Regions from separate parts of the Mus musculus genome. Here all the other regions are linked to region 1. The links are chromatin contacts, called in public HiCAR-type and HiChIP or PLAC-seq maps. All regions are on one chromosome and are shown on one strand. Each heading gives the region's core, a stretch centred on a gene start, on an enhancer-like site or on the middle of the called end of the contact. The rest is flanking DNA. Distances are from core to core; before and after follow the strand shown. Region 1 holds the start of Angpt1 (angiopoietin 1). Region 2 overlaps Angpt1 (angiopoietin 1). Region 3 overlaps Angpt1 (angiopoietin 1).

Region 1 (3,788 bases), core at 752-3,251:
GACAGCAGGTTCTGACACAGAGAACAGACTTCCAACCGTCATGGCCATTTGGAAACACAGTGGCGCTGTAATAGAGACCTCACCACTCCTCCATTATCTCCCTGCCAGTTTTCAGCTGTATTTAGTTTTTAACAAAGCACTTACAGGTGTTGTTTTTGGACACTCGTCTCTATATGGATGGTTTTTTTTTTTTCAATATAAGCATTGCTGGAAAGCAATACTTTCTCAATCTGCTTCATCCTTGTGGTTGTATAGGGGATGCCCATCACTGGGTGGAGGGGGGGGGGGCTGCAGAGAAGCAATTACATCATATCTGTGCTGAGAAAATAGTTCAGTTAATAGAATGTCTGCCTAGCTTACAGGAAGCCTTGGGTTCAATTCCCAGCACTACACATATATTAGGTGTGTTGATATAGGAGCAGCGGGTAGAAGCATGGATATCAGAAGTTCATGGTCATCCTAGCTACATGAGTTACTTTTTAAAAATAAATAGGTAAACTAGATAATTCTCTTTCCTGGGTGCCATTAAGCTTTGAGTGGCTAACTTTTGAGGGTTTTTTTTATTTTTGTTTTTGTTTTTTTCCTTTCAGAGATTGTCAAAGACAGTTAGGTTCAGAGCCCAAAGAGTTAAACATAATACCTATGTCTTGGGTTTGTTGCCATGATTAAATGACATAATACATAAGGAGTGCTTAAAGTGAGGTGATAAATAACAAACTCTCAAGTGGCATTATCGCTGCCTAAGAGCAACCTTTCCTATGACTCTTATATGTAATGTGGCAAGTCTCTTGCAGGGTCAGAGAACTTTGCTCCTATGTTTGGCATAATGTATCAATCTGCCCAGAAGCCTGTTATTTGGTGTGGAAAGGACCAACGAATCTCATCACTGTTTGTTTACTGTAAGCAAACCACCTCCTCTCTGGAGTCAGTTTTGACCTCTGCTTTCCTTCCTAAAGATGCATCTGTAGCCACCACTGCCCTTACCCACTGCTCTGCCCCCATTCCAGGACTCAAGAGTCATGCTGTGGCTTCTGTTTGTATACATGCCTGAGAGCAGAGGCTCTTTCACTTCCAAAGCCCACGAAGTTCCTAATGAAAATCCTGCATGTACACACATCCAGTATCCTGATTCCACCCTAAATTCTGTAATCATCTCCTGGTCTTTGCACTTGACTGTACCTTTATTCAAATATTTATATTCTGTACTTAGGAAAGCACCTTCGGATCATATGGCTTTCTTTCTTAATAAAAATCGCAGAGGTTTCGCTTGTGTAAGCCATTGGCACACCTGATACACGCTTGTTCTCAGATGGTTTGACTCTGTAGCCACAAAGGATGTGTGTGGAATTTCCATACCAGTGTTAAAGGCAGCCATAGCAATGCCAGAGGTTCTTGTGAAATATATGATTAGCATGTACCACAGGAATTAATAATTCTCAGGCCACTGTCTTAAACTGTAACCACATTGTTGTTGTAGGGAAGTTGCTCAATTTATACTCAGAGAATGTGAACAGCTGCGTTCTGACCAAGAAACCAGCGTCATTTAAAATCCATATCCCAAAAGGTGCTTTCAAAATACTACTTAGTATGCACATGATATGTTGCTTTGAGTGACAAATTATGGTAATTTCCTTGATAATTTGATCCTTTGATTCTTTTATTCTCCTTAAAGCCTATGTAAATACAAAGGGGAGAATGCCATTTCTAAAAATAGTTTTTAAATGTCTTTTCTGGAGTAATTTTTTAAATTTAATAATTTTATACAATTATAAAAAAATCCATTGGAGATTGTGCCAAATTAGGGTTCCTCAATTAAACAATAACTTTGAAAACATACTTCTAGCTTGCTTAGATGTTAGTAGGTCAGCAAGCACACCCGAACCTATTAAGGTGGACTGCTCTGTTTATTGATTTTCCGTGCATCTGCTAAGGACTCAAGGCAATTGTCTGCGGAAGGGGGCGGGAGGCCCATACATGATCGAGGTCATGCGCATCTAGCCAATTTGTAAGCCGATCCGCCGCCCAAAGCCATCAGCAATCCTTAGCATAGGGGCACACTCATGCATTCCTGTCAAGTCATCTTGTGAAGGCTGCCTGCTTCCAGCTTGGCTTGGATGTGCAACCTTAATAAAACTCACTGAGGTCTGGGAGAAAATAGCAGATCTGCTGCAGATAGGGTAGAGGAAAGGGGCTAGAATATGTACTCGCAGCTGACGCGGGCAGGCTCCACGCTGAACGGTTACACAGAGAGGAAACAATAAATCTAAGCTACTATTGCAATAAATATCTCAAGTTTTAACGAAGGAAACTATCATTACAGTTAAAATTTTTTAAAGTAACGCTTTTTTAGAACAAAGCTAACAAATGGCTAGTTTTCTGTGGATCTTCTTCAAACGCTTTCTTTAACGGGGAAAGAGTCAAACAAGCAGTTTTACCTGAAATAAAGAACTAGTTTAAAGGTCAGAAGAGAAGAGCAAGCTTTGCAGGAGGCACGGAAGGCAAGCGCTGGCAGTACAATGACAGTTTTCCTTTCCTTTGCATTCTTCGCTGCCATTCTGACTCACATAGGGTGCAGCAACCAGCGCCGAAATCCAGAAAACGGAGGGAGAAGATATAACCGGATTCAACATGGGCAATGTGCCTACACTTTCATTCTTCCAGAACACGACGGGAACTGCCGTGAGAGTGCGACAGAGCAGTACAACACCAACGCTCTGCAAAGGGATGCTCCACACGTGGAGCCGGATTTCTCTTCCCAGAAACTTCAGCATCTGGAGCATGTGATGGAAAATTATACTCAGTGGCTGCAAAAAGTAAGTGATCGCTTTCGGTTTCTAATTGCTCTGAGCTTTTCCCTTCCCTCTCTGCAGGGAGCTCAGAGTTCCGTAGGGGGCATTTGTGTTTACCTTTTGCTCCGGGGGGCAGTGTTTGCAAAAGAAAAAAGGCTCCCTCTCTGGACTCAACTTCCTGGGTAAGCCAAGGGTCCTGGGCTTGTGGGAACCTCTGATCCTGTAGCTTCCTAAATGTGCGTCTAACATTAGCAAATTTTATGCCAACCCTGTTGTTTTTTAAAGTTTATCTTAGGCATTTTGACTGTCAAAGCCCAACTTTGAAAAAGTAAGCGCGCACTTCTTGGACAAGGTGGTGTAAAAGGAAATCATAATGGTGATATTAACAGAGGTTCAAATGGAATGTACAGCAAGGAGTTTTGTGAGTTGCCATGGGAAATCTTCATAAAATGCTTACCCCCACCAACTTTTAATAAAAGTATGCAATGAGAATAAGTATAAAGTACCCATATTGTCTTCGTTTAGAAAGATTGTATTTGTAAGTTAAAGGAACTTAACTTCACAAGTGGTATATGAGGACTGACATCTGAAATGAAAAAAAAAAAATAGCTTCTGATGGGAAAATTGTAAGAAAGGGGTTTTGCTCACATTGAAGGTAGAAACTGAGTTCAGGAAGTCTCCTGTACCCACCTGCAGATTGGGCTGAACACAAGAAGGCTGTGCTAATTTTTGACAAGCCCTGGTTCCCTGGGTTAGGGACAGAGACGGTGTCATCTGGGAGCCTCAGTCTCCTGGGAAACGTTAATGCTGAGTGCATATTTGATCCCATTTTATAGAAGTCGCATTGATCTCTTGTGGGTCTTTTTTCTTCTTCTTCGTCTTCATAAACCATAGAACATTTTGTAGTTGCTGTTGTTAAGACTGCCCTTTCCATGGTGAGCTCTTGTTTCTGCTCATTCTTTAATCGCTGTTTAGCTATGTAACAGGTAAGTCCACGTT
Region 2 (3,788 bases), core at 507-3,006, 120 kb after region 1:
GAATAGGGTCCATGACCATCATGTCAGGGAACAGGGTAGCAAGAAGGAAGGCATGGTGCTAAAGAAACTGAGAGCTTACCGATTGATCTATTAGCACAAGGCAGAGAGGGCTAATTGGGAATGGTATGGGGTTTTTGCAGGTTCAAAGGTGGCTCCAGTGACACATCTCTAACAAGGCTACATCCCTTAGTCATGCCCAAACAGTTCTATCAATACGGGGCCAAGCAAGCATCCAAACATATGATCCTACAGGTTTTATTCTCACTCAAATGATCACAAAGAGAGAGAAATAAAGATAGCTTTTCAGTACAAACTGCTTTCTGTCTCAATATATCATCTTATACGTTTACTTTTAAAATATAATCAATGACTGTCTAATGTTATTGTTAGTATTGAAATATAATTTGCTATATTAAAATCTATTGGTCTGTTTTGTATTTTGTGGTCTCATCCAGTACTGGCAGATTTATAAGCTAAACTTTAACATGAAAAAAAGTTCTATATTAGAAAAAAGATCAATTCCCAGCTTGACTATTCTTACTTACCTTTAAATAAGTCTCAAAGACTCATCTCTTCCTTCCAAAAATGAGAGGTTTAGGGTAGGTTCTTTCTAAGTTGCCTCTCAATTCCAAGTATCAATACGATTGGATGGCCCAGAATCACAAGAACCAATGATGTACATCTTTTCCTCAGTCTGTTTAGTGACATCAGTTGGTAGCTCAAAATCTGTCATGATGGGAGGGTTTTTACCACAAGCAATGGTGAATTCTACAAATAGGGTCATGTTTCCCAAAGAGCTAACATCCTTGCAAAGCATTTGTCAGATCTCTGCTTTTTTATGTGGAGCTCATCCATATAACTGGAAATATGGTGTCTACTTCAACCCATGGGCAATCGCAACAGATCACATTGTGACACATATAACAGTCAAATGTGCTTAACCTTGGCATGGATGCCCTTAATTAACACTTGCAGTTCTCATAAACTGCCCTGTGTTATTTTATCTGCTTTGTTGAAAGAAAGAAATAAAATATCGGGAAGCAAAAGTTGAGTAAACTATGCCAAAATTCCATTTTAAATTGAATTTTGTTCATTGATGTTTCTTGCATTTCATATATAAAAATTAAATTTTAAGTTATATCTTTTTCTCTGAACTAACAAGTTAGCAGCTCTCTTGTCCACTTAAGAATGTAGAGGTAAGTAAATAATAGAATCAATAATATGTACCAAAATTTATTATCTTTATCAAGCCCCAAGTCTTATCAAGATTCCTAATCATCTGTGTGTGAGGTCACTATGGTGAGTCAGTCAGACATGATGTTATGTGTTCTTTGGCTGGGTCATACATAGGTAAGACAAGTATAAAATAGAGAAATAGTTCTTCTTAGTATCATAATATGTACACATACAAATAAATATGCATGTAACATTTACAAGGAATAATAGGCAAAGTGCAAGAAAATTTTGAGATACTCAATAAAGGATCATGAACTTTAGGTAGGTCTAAAATCTAATACCTGGTAGGATGTACTTTGCTTTGGGAAAGTACTTTCCCATTTTCCATTCCTGTCATGTGGCCACCTCAGTACCCAGTTGTCATAACGTCCTAGTCTGACATGGAAAAATGTTGCAGTTGGCTTTTGGAACTGTGATTTAATCTTGCCAGCAGGGATTCCTTTGCAAGACCCTTGACCCATTCTCAGGATGTTCTCAGTTTGCCAGAAGCAAGCAACAAAGGAGATGGAATTTCACAAAGAGAGAATTCAGAAGTCTTCACCAGTGTAATACCTCCTTGGGGCTGCCCTTCTGATTCTGCCAAGACCCAGCAAGAGGCTTTCAGGAGGGCATCTACATCTCTTCAGAGATATCCAATTACTCAGGCTCTTGGCTATAACCAGGGGCTCAGTAAGCTGGAGTAGTTCCTGGGAACCTCTAGAGAAGCAAACATTGACAGGTAGTGTCAGAGCTGCCCATCAGAGACTTACAGGGCTAGTCTGGGAGAGGTCCTGGCATTGGCTGTTGCTTTTGAATCCTGCTGATTTGAATTCAAGGTTTTCCCCTCTTAAGCATTCTGCTTGGAATTTCTGTTTGACTTGGAACCCTCCAAATACCAAATTAAGTGAAGGGAGCATGATACAAAAAAAGAAAAAAAAATCATTGAAATAATCTGCAGCCATTTGAAGAAACTTCCAAGAAAAACCAGAAAAAGAGCCAATGGCCATCTGCCCAGTGACATAAAACAAAAAGCTGCCCAATAGGAGATTAAATTAAAACACCAAGGAAATCAGGGTCAGGAGGAGTCCAACTTTTCTGCGCTGAACTTCAGGACTTCCCAAGAATCAGTAAAATCCATCTGGACCTAGACATGTTCTCAGCACACTCCCAGCAGAGAGGAGCTCGCTTTTATTTGGCTGATGGCAAAGTATTAAATATACACAGACACAACTTCTATAAACAAGCAGGAGTGAGTAACTGTTGGGCACTTTGATGTACTTGGCCCAGACAGGGTCACTGTGCAGAGTAAGCCAGAGCGTGTTGTGTTCTGTGGCTTTTGCTTACCTAATAGAGACATATGAGGGTGAGAAGTATAAGATGGTGAAAAAGGTTTCCATCCTGAAAAGCCATGTGTCCACTTCTATTAACATATTTCCTGTTTGGTAGACTAAGAAAGCATTGACCTCACACCTGATTAGGGTTAAACAGTAATCTCTTTGATAAAGGCATCCTTGTTCATAGAAAGTCAACTTACATCCTGACTTTGTCCTTATCTTATAAAATACTAATCACCATAAGAATTGATAAAATTGATATACCATGGGAATAAAAGAGTCTTCAAACCAAGTGAAGACAAGTATGTAGCTTCTAATGGTTATGTAGAAATGTGTCTGTCCCATGATAAATACATGTATGTGTGAGTGAATACAAAAAATATATATATATACATATATATATGTGTGTGTGTGTGTGCATGTATGTATATGTACATATACATATATACAACACACATATATACTCATATACATATATGTATACAACATACATATATATAGAGAAAGCAACAGAGAGACAGAGAGTGAACAAGCTTTTACCTAACTAATAACCATCAGCTGTATACTGACAGCTGGCTGACAATCAGAACATGTAACATTTAGTTATTTTCATATTTATCTATGTGTGCATGTATGTACAGGTGCATATGCATGTATGTAAACATGTATGGAAAGCAGAGGACAACATCATGTATCCTCCCTCTGACATCATATGTGTATATATCTCAGTTATTTTTGTTAGTTTCTGTGATTAAAACTCTCTTAAAAAAAAAACCCAACATAAAGAAGCAAAGCCTTATTTCGGATCACAGTTCAAGGGTCCAAGGTCAAGGCAGGAGCTTGGGACAGCTTGTCACATTGCATCTAATAGTCAAGGAGCAAAGACCTATGATTTTTTTTTTTTTTTTTTTTTTGGCTCAGCCCACTTTCTCCTATTTTTTTTATTCAGTTCTAGATCTTTATCCAAGAAATGGTTCCACTCACTCTGTGGTGTGTGTGTGTGTGTGTGTGTGTGTGTGTGTGTGTGTGTGTGTGCACGCATCATACTTTCTTTCCCACCTCAAATAACATGATCAGGACAATCCCTCGTGCATGCCCAGAGGCCTGTCTCCATCTGGCTGGATGATTCTAGCTTTCATCAAATTGACAATTGATCTTGACCATCACACAATTGTTCTTGGTTATTTTTTTTTCCAGTTTGTTTCCTTGTTTTGCTTTGTTTGGGGGACATTTTCTTTT
Region 3 (3,788 bases), core at 629-3,128, 91 kb after region 1:
GCTCTTGCTTTGCCTGCTAACCTTTGTGTCCAGGACTGTCTACACAAAAGGAGCATGCAGCTGCCAATGGAGTGAGATATGAAGGACAGCAAGAAGGCTACTTTGTCTCTTGAGTCTGTCACAACCTCAACATCACCTAGTACAGCACCTAGCTTAATACATCTTGTTGGATGTAGGACTAATAGGTATTACATTCTATGCGGTAGACAAAAGCAGAGGATCTTAAAACATAGATATAATCAAATGTTCCTAATTTTCAGGAGACCCATGATGTAGACAGAAAAGTAGGTAAACTTAATGCAATTAAGTTTAATAAATACATTTCTGAGTAAGTGTAGGTGTAAACCTTTAGAAGTTATCAAAAAGAACACTAAAGGTCCTGGTTTTAGAAAAGTCTGTAGAGAGAAGTGTTTTTCATCCTCACTGAAGTGTAACATTAATCGCAGGAAAAGCTACCATAATGGTATTGGTCCCTTAGGTATTTGTAAAGGATAAAAGTATGTTGCTGAGACCTAAGAACTGATTTGGGAGAAGGGAAAATAGAATGAGTCCTCAGACTGCTCTCAAAGCAGAGACTGGAAGGAGGACCCGAGCCTACCAGGACAGACCCATGCAGCCCAAGGACACAGGTTGAGGGACCAGGCATTTCTCCACCAAGGAAAACTGCACTCTGGGCTTCTCATCCCAGCAGACCAGCTGCACTAAGACAGACTCCTCATAAATAGTCATGTTCTTTGGAGTAAAGATATGTTAGTTGTGCTGTTTTCCATCTTCTATTTAAGTATGGAGAAGAGAGAATATTGTATTGACTAGAGATGCCAGAACTAGTTTTGAGGTTACTGGCTTAGAGACAGGATGGGAGGTCATTTAAATGATTCCTTTACTTCAGATTAAATAATCCCTTGCCACCTTTTGAAGCCCTTCTATGTTGTCATTATCATCTGCACTTGGATTAGCCAGAGAAAATAGTAAAAATAGTAATCATAGTAAAAATGAGCTTCCTGACTGATCATAGGTGTTTTCAAATGGGAGGAGCTACTGTTGATAGTAGGTAAATCTCTAAATGAGCAAATAGATCAGTGAGTGAAGGGCGATGAATGACAAACATGATTCAATATCCCAATGTCCCTGACATCAGTGTTCCATAGACCCCCATTCTCTGAGCTCTGCTTAGGAGAACATATTTATTTTAAGTCTTTTCCCCAAATTGCTGCTTCCTACATCACATGCTGTAGTTTTATTTTCTGTGTGATTTTTTTTTTTTTTTTTTTTTTTTTTTGTCTGAACCCAAAGCTTCAATATATATTCTGGAAACCAACAAGCAGAGAAGGACCTACAAAAGATAAAAGCTCAACTTTAGGCATAAGCCTTAAACAAAATATGCCCTGCTTCCTCCTGTCCACTTTAAAATTCCAAAGATAAGAGTGCCTGTATTTGCAATCCATTATCGCTATTTAAACATCTTTCACTGCCTTCACTGTGCTTTCTAAGGAGAGGGATAGAGTGACTCTGAACAGTAGCAGTTCATAGACAGCAGGGCCCTCCCCTCCCACCTCTTTCCCCCTCTTTGTATTTTTCCTACTTTCAGATGAACACTTTAGTAACAGATGGAAGCACACTTAATTTTTTTTTTCTGTGTGAAAATTCTCAAGACAAATGAAGGAAAACAAAACCTTTTTTACAGCAATCTTTTCAGACTTGTAAAAATTCCCTCTAACAAGTGACAATTTCTACTTTCTAAGAATAACTAAGCAACCACTGGAACCAGACAGCTCTTGCAAGATAAGTTTTATTTCGCTGTTTAGCGTACACAACAAGAAACATATGGAGAAGATAGCAGACACTTAGAAGTAGAGAATTAAAAGGGAATCCCCACTGAAAGCACATTTTACGTTGTTATTGCAAAACCACAAAGTCATTGACAATAGTGAGCTCTGGAAACAGCTGAGTTTGGCTTTCTCAAATGGTGGCCGACTAAATTGCTGTGTTTTTTTTTTTTTTTTTTTTTTTTTTTTTTTTTTTTTTTTTTTTAAGAGAATGACATTTCTGTACATTACTCTCAATTGAAAGTTGAGTTCAGGGCTCTGTGGGGATGTTTTCTGAATTCACTTTCTACTATGGGCGTGAATGAGGAAGTGAGCTTACAGCCCACCAGTGGTTTTCATAATAATAGGGGAACAATGGCTTTTGAAAGTCACAGATAATCCCCAGTCCTCATTGTAGTCATCTGTTCTAACCCAGCCTCCCTTTAACAGCTAGCAAACTGCAAAATTGACTGATGATCTCTCCTCCTTTTTTGACCCAGCAGACACAGCCTCTTGTAGAAGTACCAAGAGCAATGAACTGACCCAAAGTCAGTGAGTAGGAGGGAGAAGAAAAATCAAACCAAGAGATTAACCCTTAACTCTTTGTTGGCTATTTTCCATTTTCAGTCCATTTAAGCTGTCTTGGATATGGTTTCTTCAAATAAAGATTAATGATAATAATGATAATAATTTTTGAGTTCATAATATGTCATTTTTTTCTCTTCCTCATCTTTCTCCACAAACCCACTCTCCAAATATGCTCCTCCTTGCTCTCTTTCAAAGTCCTTCCTTCTTTGGGGATATGATCTTTACTGAAGACATTTTTGTTGATTTTTTTCCCTTTAGAGGTGACCAACCATTTCCCATGTGCAAGCTAGAGGGAATGCAAAGCACTTAAGTGAGGTCCAGATAGGATGTCACATCTCATGATACTAAATACAATATTCTCATCTTACATCAGAGCAAAGAGCACAGCCTTCTAAGTTGTGCACAAAGCCATGCAAACTGAGAACAAAAATAAAAGTCATAAAGTCCAGAATTAAGTCCAGAGGCTGTTCCTCAGTGTTTGATACATACTGTCTGTATATGTTGATTTTTTTTTTCTCCAGTGTGTCTTCTGATATTTGTTATATCCACTTCAAAAAGGGCACCCTGCTGTTTATAGAAATATGATCTACAATGAGTTATGTTTTGACCTTCCCTAGTTATCATAGTGCTTTTAAGTCCCTGCATCATGAATTAAACATAGAACAATCTTATTAATTTAAATAAAATCCACCTACTGGGGGCCATATGTATGGCCTGGGTCAGCTCTGTGGAATCACCATTGTGGAACAGAACGCCCCCCTCGGCCCGTCTTTTCTGTTTCGATTGTACAAGAGCTAAGAATGAGCACCAAAGAGGAAGGAACCCATCAATCCAAGTCCCCTGCACTTCAAAGATGCTGCACTTTCTCAAAGGGCCAATGCACTAGCAAGCTTTCAACAGACACAAATTCACTGTGAGCAGTTTCCTAAAAGAGTAGAGTTTATGTAAAATGGCCTTTTGTTTGCTGAAGGATTTAATGGTAGAGAGAATTTCTTTGTAAGTATAAAAATACTTCTAGAATGGCCATTCCTATGATGATTTATGGAGGAACAATTCTGTTCCGAACATTTTGCCAAGCGCTTTACATAAATTACATGATTTAATTATTCTCAAAACCTTGTAAGATAGCAATTATCATTATTCCTCATCTGTGTTGGTATAAATAACAGAAAGGACGCACAGGCGTCTTTGCTGAAGCTTAGACAGCAAGAGAATTTGTATTGCCTTTATGTTACTCCACAATATAATTAAATTAAAAGGACCTACATGAGAATATTTATTTATTTTTCCTTCAAGAGTTTCCTGATGGTCATAAAATTCCATTCTTGCATCCTTTTAAAAAGACATTTCTTATAATTTTAACTGCCACTGGTCACTTGTCATAGGAAGTGTTGC

The links. HiCAR-type assays count read pairs that join an accessible place to other places. HiChIP or PLAC-seq counts read pairs in DNA pulled down with a chosen protein or histone mark.
Region 2: a HiCAR-type map of astrocytes shows a contact between it and region 1, with 4 times the contacts expected there. The contact joins the enhancer-like site here to the promoter of Angpt1 in region 1. A contact is called at or near these places in 5 of 39 promoter capture datasets (3T3-L1-derived adipocytes, HPC-7-derived erythroid cells, liver and 1 more), 4 of 484 Hi-C or Micro-C datasets (the AML12 cell line, the Ba/F3 cell line, brown adipocytes and 1 more), 6 of 115 datasets of contacts at active chromatin or transcription factors (the SCID.adh cell line, astrocytes, cardiomyocytes and 3 more) and 1 of 9 other capture datasets (liver).
Region 3: a contact with region 1 is called in an H3K4me3 HiChIP or PLAC-seq map of the SCID.adh cell line, with 36 read pairs. The contact joins the enhancer-like site here to the promoter of Angpt1 in region 1. A contact is called at or near these places in 4 of 39 promoter capture datasets (the 3T3-L1 cell line, the HPC-7 cell line and liver), 1 of 15 datasets of contacts at CTCF or cohesin (pro-B cells), 14 of 484 Hi-C or Micro-C datasets (the 3T3-L1 cell line, the Ba/F3 cell line, the C10 cell line and 9 more), 6 of 115 datasets of contacts at active chromatin or transcription factors (the SCID.adh cell line, bone marrow-derived macrophages, embryonic forebrain and 3 more) and 3 of 9 other capture datasets (adipose tissue, liver and pancreatic islet).

Annotation. Positions count from the first base shown.
Region 1 is chr15:42,675,190-42,678,977 of GRCm38.p6, reverse strand. It overlaps Angpt1 (angiopoietin 1), which reads left to right and starts at 2,001. Exons shown (of 9, transcript NM_009640.4): 1 at 2,001-2,813. The coding sequence starts at 2,517.
Region 2 is chr15:42,552,904-42,556,691 of GRCm38.p6, reverse strand. All of the region lies in intron 1 of Angpt1 (angiopoietin 1), which reads left to right. Among named protein-coding and RNA genes, the nearest start is that of Gm41313, 110 kb to the left of the region's middle. Within about 2 kb of position 1,756, at least 7 of the 459 cell types and tissues checked have an H3K27ac peak or open chromatin away from gene starts, as enhancers often do. A contact at or near this core is called in astrocytes, where this site is marked.
Region 3 is chr15:42,583,786-42,587,573 of GRCm38.p6, reverse strand. The region is part of intron 1 of Angpt1 (angiopoietin 1); the gene reads left to right. Among named protein-coding and RNA genes, the nearest start is that of Gm41313, 80 kb to the left of the region's middle. Within about 2 kb of position 1,878, at least 30 of the 459 cell types and tissues checked have an H3K27ac peak or open chromatin away from gene starts, as enhancers often do. A contact at or near this core is called in the Ba/F3 cell line, the SCID.adh cell line, pre-megakaryocyte-erythroid progenitors and 2 more, where this site is marked.